Regions from separate parts of the Hordeum vulgare genome. Here region 1 is linked to region 2. Evidence: chromatin contacts called from public Hi-C data. All regions are on one chromosome and are shown on one strand. Each heading gives the region's core, a stretch centred on a gene start, on an enhancer-like site or on the middle of the called end of the contact. The rest is flanking DNA. Distances are from core to core; before and after follow the strand shown.

What was found. A called contact is a pair of places that touch in the nucleus more often than the background predicts.
Region 1: a contact with region 2 is called in a Hi-C map of leaf, with 4 times the contacts expected there. The contact joins the promoter of LOC123426386 here to the promoter of LOC123426172 in region 2. A contact is called at or near these places in 2 of 6 Hi-C or Micro-C datasets (both in leaf) and 1 of 1 datasets of contacts at active chromatin or transcription factors (embryo).

The regions. Positions count from the first base shown.
Region 1 is chr1H:4,903,948-4,909,166 of MorexV3_pseudomolecules_assembly, forward strand. LOC123426386 (ras-related protein RABA2a-like) reads left to right here and starts at 3,579. Exons shown (of 2, transcript XM_045110239.1): 1 at 3,579-3,939; 2 at 4,939-5,219. The coding sequence starts at 3,754.
Region 2 is chr1H:4,507,305-4,512,278 of MorexV3_pseudomolecules_assembly, forward strand. LOC123426172 (phosphatidate cytidylyltransferase 1-like) reads left to right here and starts at 2,196. Exons shown (of 12, transcript XM_045110044.1): 1 at 2,196-2,327; 2 at 2,452-2,546; 3 at 3,106-3,359; 4 at 3,457-3,608; 5 at 4,109-4,250; 6 at 4,947-4,974. The coding sequence starts at 2,466.

The sequences.
Region 1 (5,219 bases), core at 2,329-4,828, 400 kb after region 2:
GCTAAGGGTTTAAAGCTACGCTATGGCTTGGATTACGAGGATACGTTTAGCCCTGTTGTCAAGGCTGCCACTATCAGGTTATTTCTGTCAATAGCTATATCTCGTAATAGGTGCATGCGACAGCTAGATGTGAAGAATGCGTTCTTGCATGGCGTTCTAGAAGAGGAAGTATTTATGCGGCAACCTCCTGGGTATGAGCATCCTCACTCACCTCGCTATGTTTGCAAACTTGATAAAGCATTGTATGGTCTGAAACAAGCACCTAGAGTCTGGTATTCTCGTTTGTCCTTCAAATTGCAATCTCTAGGGTTTGTTCCATCCAAGGGGGATACATCAATCTTCTTTTATCATAAGCATGGAGTAACTATTTTTATGCTGATCTATGTTGATGATATAGTTGTAACTATCTCATCAAGTCAAGCAGTTGAAGCTCTTCTTAAGGACTTGAGAAAAGATTTTGCTCTCAAAGACCTAGGTGATCTACACTTCTTCCTTGGCATTGAGGTTAAAAAGGTACCCAGTGGGATCATGCTGTCACAAGGAAAGTATGTGCATGAAATACTCCAGAGAATAGGTATGAAAGGGTGCAAACCTTCTTCTACACCTTTATCTACATCTGAAAAATTATCTGTCCATGATGGGGAAGTACTTGGAGCAGAAGACTCCACCAAATATAGAACTATTGTAGGAGCATTGCAGTATCTGGCCAGAATGGACCAAATTTGCGAGTTTTGACGAGGTCCCCGTGACCGATCCCCGAAGTTCCCCGAACGTTCGTACCTCCCTGGGACCCAAAATCAGTGAGTAATAACATTGAAAACTTGCCAGAACGGACCAAATCTATGAGTATTGACGAGGTCTCGTAACCGGTCCCCGAAGTTCGCGGAAGATTCGTATAACCCCGCGACCCAAAATCAGTGAGTAATATCATACAAAACTGGCAAGAATGGTCGAAATATTCGAGTTTTGACGAGGTCCCCGCAGTTCGCGGAACGTTCGGATCGCCCCGGGACTCAAAATCAGTGAGTAATATCATACAAAACTGGCCAGAATGGACCAAATCTGCGAGTTTTGACGAGTTCCCCGTAACCTGTCACCAGAGTTCGCGGAACGTTCGATCGCCCCGAGACCCAAAATCGATGAGTAATAGCATACAAAACTACCCAGAATGTACAAAATATGCGAGTTTTGACGAGGACCCCGCAACCAAACCCAGGAGTTCTCCGAACGTTTGTAGTGCCTCAAGACCCGAACATAGTGAGTAATAGCACACAAAATTTGCCAGAATGGACCAAATCTGCGAGTTTCGACGAGGTCCCCGTAACCGGACCCCGAAGTTCTCCAAACATCCGTATCGCCACGGGACCCAAAATCAGTGAGTAATAGCATAGAAAACTGGCCAAAATGGACAAAATCTTTGAGTTTTGACGAGGTCCCCATAACCGGACCCCAAAGTTCCCCGAACGTTCGTATCGCCCCGGGATCCAAAATGAGTGAGTAATAGCATCGAAAACCGTCCAAAATGGACCAAATCTGCGAGTTTTCACGAGGTCCCCATAACCGGACCCCAAAGTTCCCGGAACGTTCGTATCTCCCCGGGATCCAAAATGAGTGAGTAATATCATCGAAAACTGTCCAGAATGGACCAAATCTGCGAGTTTTCACGAGGTCCCCGTGATCGGTAACCGGAGTTTGCGGAACTTTCGTATCGCACCCGGGACACAAAATCAGTGAGTAATAGCATAGAAAACTGGCTAGAATGGATCAAATCTGCGAGTTTTGATGATGTCCCCGTAATCGGTCCCTTGAGTTTGTGGAATGTTCATATCGCTCCGGGACTCAAAATCAATGAGTAATACGATACAAAACTGGCCAGAATGGACCAAATCTGCGAGTTTTGACGAGGTCCTCGTAACCGGTCCCTGTGATCGGTAACCGGAGTTCGCGGAACTCTCGTATCGCACCCGAGACACAAAATCAGTGAGTAATATCATAGAAAACTGGCTAGAATGGATCAAATCTGCGAGTTTTGATGATGTCCCCGTAATCGGTCCCTTGAGTTTGTGGAACGTTCATATCGCTCCGGGACTCAAAATCAATGAGTAATACGATACAAAACTGGCCAGAATGGACCAAATCTGCGAGTTTTGACGAGGTCCTCGTAACCGGTCCCTGTGATCGGTAACCGGAGTTCGGGAACTTTCGTATCGCACCCGGGACACAAAATCAGTGAGTAATATCATAGAAAACTGGTTAGAATGGATCAAATCTGCGAGTTTTGATGATGTCCCCATAATCGGTCCCTTGAGTTTGCGGAACGTTCGTATCGCTCCGGGACTCAAAATCAATGAGTAATACCATACAAAACTGGCCAGAATGGACCAAATCTGCGAGTTTTGACGAGGTCCTCGTAACCGGTCCCTGTGATCGGTAACCGGAGTTCGCGGAACTTTCATATCGCACCCGGGACACAAAATCAGTGAGTAATATCATAGAAAATTGGCTAGAATGGATCAAATCTGCGAGTTTTGATGATGTCCCCGTAATCGGTCCCTTGAGTTTGCGGAACGTTCGTATCGCTCCGGGACTCAAAATCAATGAGTAATACCATACAAAACTGGCCAGAATGGACCAAATCTGCGAGTTTTGACGAGGTCCTCGTAACCGGTCCCCGAGGTTCCCCGAATGTTCGTCGCTCACCTGGACCCAAAATTAGTGAGTAATAACGTGGTCCCCAAACATCGTGTTCATTTCAAGATTTATCCGGTTCACACCCTGATTATGCCTTTGGAGAATGACATGCACATCTTCAAAAATATGAGGGCTTTAATGACATAGCATCTTGATAATTCTCCGTCGTATCTATAATTTTTTACTGTTTCATGCCAATACTCTACAAATTTCATATACTTTTGGTAATCTTTTATACTATTTTTAGGACTAACATATTGATCCAATGCCCAGTGTCAGTTCCTGTTTGTTGCGTGTTTTTTATATTTCACAGAAAATCCATATCAAACGAAGTCCAAACGGGATAAAAACTTACAGAGATTTGTTTTGGAATATATGTGAATTTTGGGAAGTGGAATCAACAGAAGGTGGTGCCCGAGGGGCCCACAAGCCAGAGGGGCGTGGCCTGGGGGGTAGGGCGTGCCAGGCTGTCTTGTGGCCAGCCCGTAAGGCGGTTGGTGACCTTCTTTCGCTGCAAGAAAGTTAATTTCCGGATAAAAATCATGCTAAAATATCATCCCAATCGGAGTTACGGATCTCGAGGAATATAAGAAACGGTGAAAAGACAGAATCTGGAACGTAGAAAAACTCGGGAACAGAAGGAAACAAAGACAGAGATCCAATCTTACGCCGTGGGGGTCGTCAGTTATCCTATAGCGTCGAACAGTTTGCGGGCGCCGGTTATGGTTGTCGTCGTGCGTTGGAGTTGGTCTTACGAGCGGGAGAAAGAAGGGGCGGACGTGCGAGAAGCGGTTTGGTAGAGGGGGTGGGGGAAATTAAGTTTGCGAGGGGTGGTTTAGTAAAAATAATGGTGAGGGGAGTGAGTAGAGTGGTTAGAGGCATCCAGCCGAGCAGATCCAGCGTGGAGATGTACTGGCACCAAACTGGATGCAGTAGAGTTGAGTAGATCAGAGCAGTGGTAGTAGAGTAAAGAGTACGCTCTCTTCTAGAAACAGAGAGAGCAGAGGCCTTGCTTAGCGGAGAAGAGATCCCAAGCAAGGAAGGAAGGCAGCGGAGAGGGGAATGGCGGGCGGCGGCGGGGGGAGGAGCGGGCGGGGGGAGGAGGAGTACGACTACCTGTTCAAGGTGGTGCTGATCGGCGACTCCGGGGTGGGCAAATCCAACCTGCTCTCCCGCTTCACCCGCAACGAGTTCTGCCTCGAGTCCAAGTCCACCATCGGCGTCGAGTTCGCCACCCGCACCCTCCACGTAACCACCCTTCCCTTCCCTTCCCTTCCCTTGCTTCGCCTGCCTGCCTTCCTGCTAGATCCATCTCACGCTCCAGATCCGCTAATCCGCTGCCAAAGGTGGCTACCCTAGCGTAGCGGGGCAGTGAATCGATGGCCTGAGGTTCAGGGACGAGGTAGCTGCTGCCTTCCATCATCTTCGCCGCGGCTAGCCAGATCTACCATACTCTTGATTGATTGATTGATTGATTGATTGCTGCACGGTGCTCAGCCTGACAACCAGGGTTTCTTCCCTCTTCTTTCCAAAGGTTTCAGCTTCACCAGCAGCTCAGCACTAGCCACATACTGCCACCGTACATAGCTCTTTCATTACAGACCACTTTCCTGCTGAGATCCATCCCACTAACGAACCCCGGCCCGGTTGCTTGCTCGGTTGGGATTCCGGTGATGACTGGATGCCAGCTGCGCGCTGGCTCATCGCCGTCGAAGCCTGCACCGCCAGTACTACCATAATCAACTTCAGAGGGTGTCACACTCAGTTCAGTAGCTGGCAGACCAAGTGGTGCCGTCGACTTGTCTTTCTACCCATTGTTAAGCCCACACCCATATATATACTCCCTCCGTCCTTAAATATAAGTCTTTGTAGAGATTTCACTGGTGGACTACATACGGATGTATATAGACATACTTTAGAGTGTACATTCAATCATTTTGCTCCGTATGTAGACATATAGTGAAATCGCTTAAAAGACTTATATTTAGGAACGGAGGGAGTATATATGATGATGTACTCCCTCTGCGTAAGTTAATGTAAGGCGTGTTTTAGACCGGCCATAAGCCTGAGAAACTGTCTTACATTAAGTTACACAAGAGGTTGTATCATGCAAGTAGAATGTAGCAACAGGCTTATAGGTACAAGTGTAGCATTGGTCATGACAAAGCCTGCTGCTATCTTATTTCCAGGATGCACAGTTTTCTCTGAAGCCTGACCTCTTCTCAATTTGTGACCTGTTGTTTGCAGGTGGAGGGCAAGATAATCAAGGCGCAGATCTGGGACACGGCGGGGCAGGAGCGGTACCGGGCCATCACGAGCGCCTACTACCGGGGAGCCCTCGGGGCGGTGCTCGTCTACGACGTCACCAAGCCAACCACCTTCGAGAACATCAGCCGGTGGCTCAAGGAGCTGCGCGACCACGCCGACGCAAACATCCGGATCATGCTCGTCGGCAACAAGACCGACCTCAAGCACCTCCGGGCCGTCACCACCGACGACGCGGGGAGCTACGCCGAGGCCGAGGGGCT
Region 2 (4,974 bases), core at 946-3,445:
AGTGCTTCTCCCACGAATGAGAGGTGGGTGAAGGGGTATATATAGGCAGCAGCCAAAATCCAACCGTTACACACAAAAGAGCAAACTCGGTGGTACTGACTAGCACTAAAGGTGTGAACTTTTGAATCTCGGTGAGACTGATATATAGAACTCGATGGCACCGAAAACGTGACTAACGGTCAGATGGCCAAACTCGGTGGCACCAATACTCAAACTCGGAAATTCCGATTTTGTGTATCTTGGCAAGAGAATGTTGGTCACCCAAACTCGGTAGCATCGATGCAGTTTAAACACATTTGGTGGGAATGACTTAGGTTCTGTCCGAGGTTTAAACACGGTGGGTCCGATGCGGAAATGTTGGCGATACCGAATTTGTGAATGTGGAACTTGACAGAGTGGATATGTGGGAAAAATGACTGGGTGTTTTGGTGGCTAACTTTGAGCATTTGAACAATCTTCATTTGACTGCCTCACCCCCTTTTAATAGTATTGGCTTTTCTATGGACTTAAAACTGATTTCTCATAAATATAAAATGAAGAGTCTTCTAGCTTGAAGCTTGAGCCAATATTATTTCTTTCTTGCATCAAGGGGCATCTCCGCAAAACCTTAAGCCATAGCATCTTTTGAACTTTTTTGAAATATACTTAAAAAACACAGTAGTCCAATGATACATATGTTGTGATCAATTATCAAAACCATCATAGGGAGCAATTGTGCTTTCAGCATTTACACCTATCGTAGAATAACAAGTCGATATATTATTGTCTTTATAAAATGTTCTCGTCCGTGGCAACACACAGGCATTAAACTAATCCGTGGCAATGAATGAATGGAATATTTGTGATGCGATGATGTGATGAAATCCCCACTGGACGTTCTTTACGTATTTTTTTCTTTGAGAAGGGGACAATTTTGTCTCTCTCTCTCTTTGGAGACAATCTTTTGTCATGTATTATTGTTGGGAAAATCTACGGAGAAGCGCCGCACCACAACTTTTTCATACGACGGGCTCGTACATCCCTATGTTCATGCAAGAATCTTTTACTTCATGCTTACATCATCGCAGTAAATGTTTTTTCAAATTTAAAAAATGATTTATCTCATATATTAATAATTTAATTGGAGATTCCCCTTCAACGTTAGGTTGGTCTCGACGAGACCTTCAAAATAAGATCCCATATTGACATGTTTCATTGGTTTTCTTTTCGTAGTTTCTAATTGTCACATCTATGTCATCATATTTGTCATCTTAATTAGAGATGTACAGTTGTCACGAAAACTACACGTAGTTACCGCGACAACCATTTAATATTTTTTAAGCACCGTATATTATATGTGCGTCCGCAACATCACGGGCTCTGGCGTTTCAAAAAAGGCCAGATCGTGAAATGGTTTCAATCAGAGTTCATTCCGTGCAATACTTTCATCCCATGGGTCAAAAACGTGAAAAAATCGGTTTATTCCGACCGACCGAGCTTTCGCATAATATAAGTATAAAAAAAGGCCGCAAAAGCGAAGCAAAGCAAAGTGGGGAAGAAGAATAATTAATCGCACGCACGCACGACAATCAATCAATCAATCAATCCCCCCCTCAAACCCAGAATCCCCGCTCGCCGCCGCCGCCGTCGCCGCCGAGCTAGGGTTCCGGCGAGCTCCCCGGCCCGGTCGAGGGGGCCGCGTCAGGGGCTCGCACCCCGGCCGTGCCCTCCCCCCCGTCCCCCACCCCTGGTGAGTTCAGTTCAGTTCAGGACCCCCGCCCCCCTTCCTCCCTGCCCCGGGGATCCCTCCCCTGGCCGCAACCCGGCTCTGCCGCCGCGGAGCTCACTTCCCGGAGCTGTTTCGGTCCTTTTCTTAACCCGGAAGCGGCGAAGGACACGCGATCCTGAATGCTGTCGCATAGATAGATTCTGCCCTTTCCGGGCGAGATGCTTGGATTGTTTACTTAGTTTCTTGGTTCGGTTGGTCGATTGATGATGGCTTGGAGCTAGCTAAGCTAAGCTAAGCCAGCGGTTGGGAGGCGAGCGATCCCGACAGCGATGTGTCTCCCAGCACGCTTGCTTTCTGCGTGCGTGGAGCTTGTTTATTGCGTGGGTGCAACGACCCCAACCCTCCCTCCCTTGCTTGCCGTGCCGCGCCACGCCACGCCAAGGAGAGGCTGGGCCACAAATGCTGCTTGTCTCTTTTCTTCTGGGTCACTACTAGTTCCTTGTACCCATCACATCGCCACCTTATTCTTCTTCGGAGTCGAGAGCTTCGTGCCCTCCAATCGGCGGTCGGCGCACGCTCTATCTGTTTCGCGGATCATCTATTTGTGAAGCAGTCATTGGTTGACCCAACTTGGTGATTCACAGCGGCGTGCTCCCCTGTGTTTCGCCGCTCGCTGTAAGAATTTTGCTTCTGCCGGCGGATCCGATCTAACACGACTTTTGCTGTTGTGGCGTATTTTGCAGACCCGGCTGCAGCGATGGAGAAGGAGGCGAGCAGCTCCAGCGACGTGTCTGCTTCTCATGTAGGCCGTGTTAGGAATCGTAAGCGCCCTAATGAGGTTGGTTATTTTTCTCTTGGAATCTTCCTCCTTACAGCTCTTTGGCTTGCTTTCCGTGGTGTTCGCAAACGGATACGCTCTTTAGTTTCTCAGCGCTGTGATGGTCCGTATTATCAGGAGAAGCGAAAGTTGTTGATTGTTTTTTCCTTCCAAATTTAGTCATTAATGAGATGGCTATGCTACAAACATTTACCAGCTACATTTTGAGGAACCACCTCGACCTAAGGTGCTTGTACTATGCAGAAAGAAACGTAATCCTCTACTTCCGTTGTATGATAGGAAAAAAGCATGAAGCCGAGCAGGCACAAAGTAGTACCAATCGTTCACTTATTCCAGGCTTAATGGAGCATTTGTTGAATAGACTAACATGGGAGCATGCTGGAAAGATAGAGCATCCACCCGTTATATGCTGAGAACCACTCGTTTCATTTATTCCGTGGTTAATGGAGTATTTGTTGAGTATACTAACACGGGAGCATGCTCGAAGATGGAGAATCCACCTGTTTTATGTTGACAAACACAATTCCTTTTTGCAGCTAATCTTTTTTCTTTTCTTCAGGTCATGACAGACGGGAATAAAGCCAATGGACAGACTTTGCTTGTTAGCGACCGGAACAAGTATAAGTCGATGCTTATCCGTACATATTCTACTGTTTGGATGATTGGTGGCTTTGCATTCCTAGTTTATATGGGTCATCTTTATATCTGGGCCATGGTGGTTGTCATTCAAATATTCATGGCGACAGAGCTTTTTAACCTACTCAGAAAATCCAGTGAAGAAAAACAACTGCCAGGGTTCAGGCTTCTGAACTGGTAGGTGCCAGCTTGCCAGGCTATTCTGATCCTACTATTGTTTTGAATGGAAAATTGCCAACAACTCAATAATGTACCTGTCACCATTGTAATGCAGGCACTTCTTTTTCACAGCAATGTTGTTTACATATGGACGCTTTCTTAGTCGGGAGCTTGTTAACACAGTATCTTCAGATCACTTGTTGTATAAGCTCGTCAGCGGCCTAATAAAGTATCAGATGTTTATTTGCTATTTTCTTTATATTTCAGGTAAGTTACAGTATGTTTTGCGGAAATAATGTCAATTAGTAATTATTCACTGCAAAATTTCGTAGTGTTAAGAATATTTCAGAACGTGCTAATATGTGTAAAGACCTTGTCCAAAAGATAGTAGCTCATCACCCATGACATTTATGCTCTGCTTGGCTGGCACTTTGGTTATTATTTGATTTGATTATAGGTTCTCCAGTCGATGTAAATGACAGTGCACCTGTGGCATTAGTAATTATTCATGCAAACATAGTGGAAATATTTTGTTGTCTACTTGACCTATTTTGGATGGGTGTTAGTGTTTGGGAATGTGAAGCACTATAAGTTTATGTAATGAACACAATATGTTACGCAAAAGCTGCTTCTCTTTGACTTGTGCAATTTGTTTGGTCGCATGAGTTTTGCATAGACATTCCTCCCTCTAGTAACCTGCCTGTCTTGTCTTGCTAACGTCTATTTCATATCTTCCGTAAAACTAATGTATAATTCTGATGATCCAGGATTTGTATGGTTTATTTTGACACTGAAGAAAAAGACATACAAATACCAGTTCAAACAGTATGCCTGGACACACATGATCCTTTTAACGGTTTTTGCGCAATCTTCTTTCACGGTTGCAAATATATTCGAAGGAATGTTCTGGTAAGCCATCTATTTATCTTGTTAGCGTGCTTTTCTTTACAGTTTTCACTTGCTGACTTGAGTGAAATGTTTATCCATTTCTAATCAGTTTTGACGTTTGGCATGTATTTGTTCAAACATCCAAGTTTCTTGGTTTAAAAAGCACCTGAAGTTGTTGAAGTAACTTTAGATGCTTAATTTCTTGTACAGCCGTAAAAAATATTGTTGCCATGAAGTCCTGAACCTCTTCAACATACTAGGAATTTCCCAGACTACCACCCAATGTGTTTCCTTCACAAAAGCTATAACCTACAGTTCTTACTTTGGTTACAGTGGCAACATCACTCAATCGGCTATATTAACCCATTTGCGATTTTGTTCTAGTATGAGTCTGACCTACCACTGTAAGAACATCCAGGTCCTCACCAGAAGGATAATAAAAGAAACTTTAGGAGTGCTGGCCGCAACAGCTATACTCAAACTGCCAAACGTTTATGCATGTTGCTGTTTGATATCTGTGCCTTGCTATATCCGTTTTTTCCTTTTATCCGAGTTGAGTTAAGCTACTTTATGACAATAGCACATCAATAAGTAATATATACTGTTGACAAAATTCTCTAATTTGGTTCTATGCATGTTAACTAGGCGACTAACTATTGATATTTTAGCCTGTGCATTTGACAAAGTCCATACATCTTCAATGCTATGCTTGTACAGGTTTCTTCTACCTGCTTCACTTATTGTG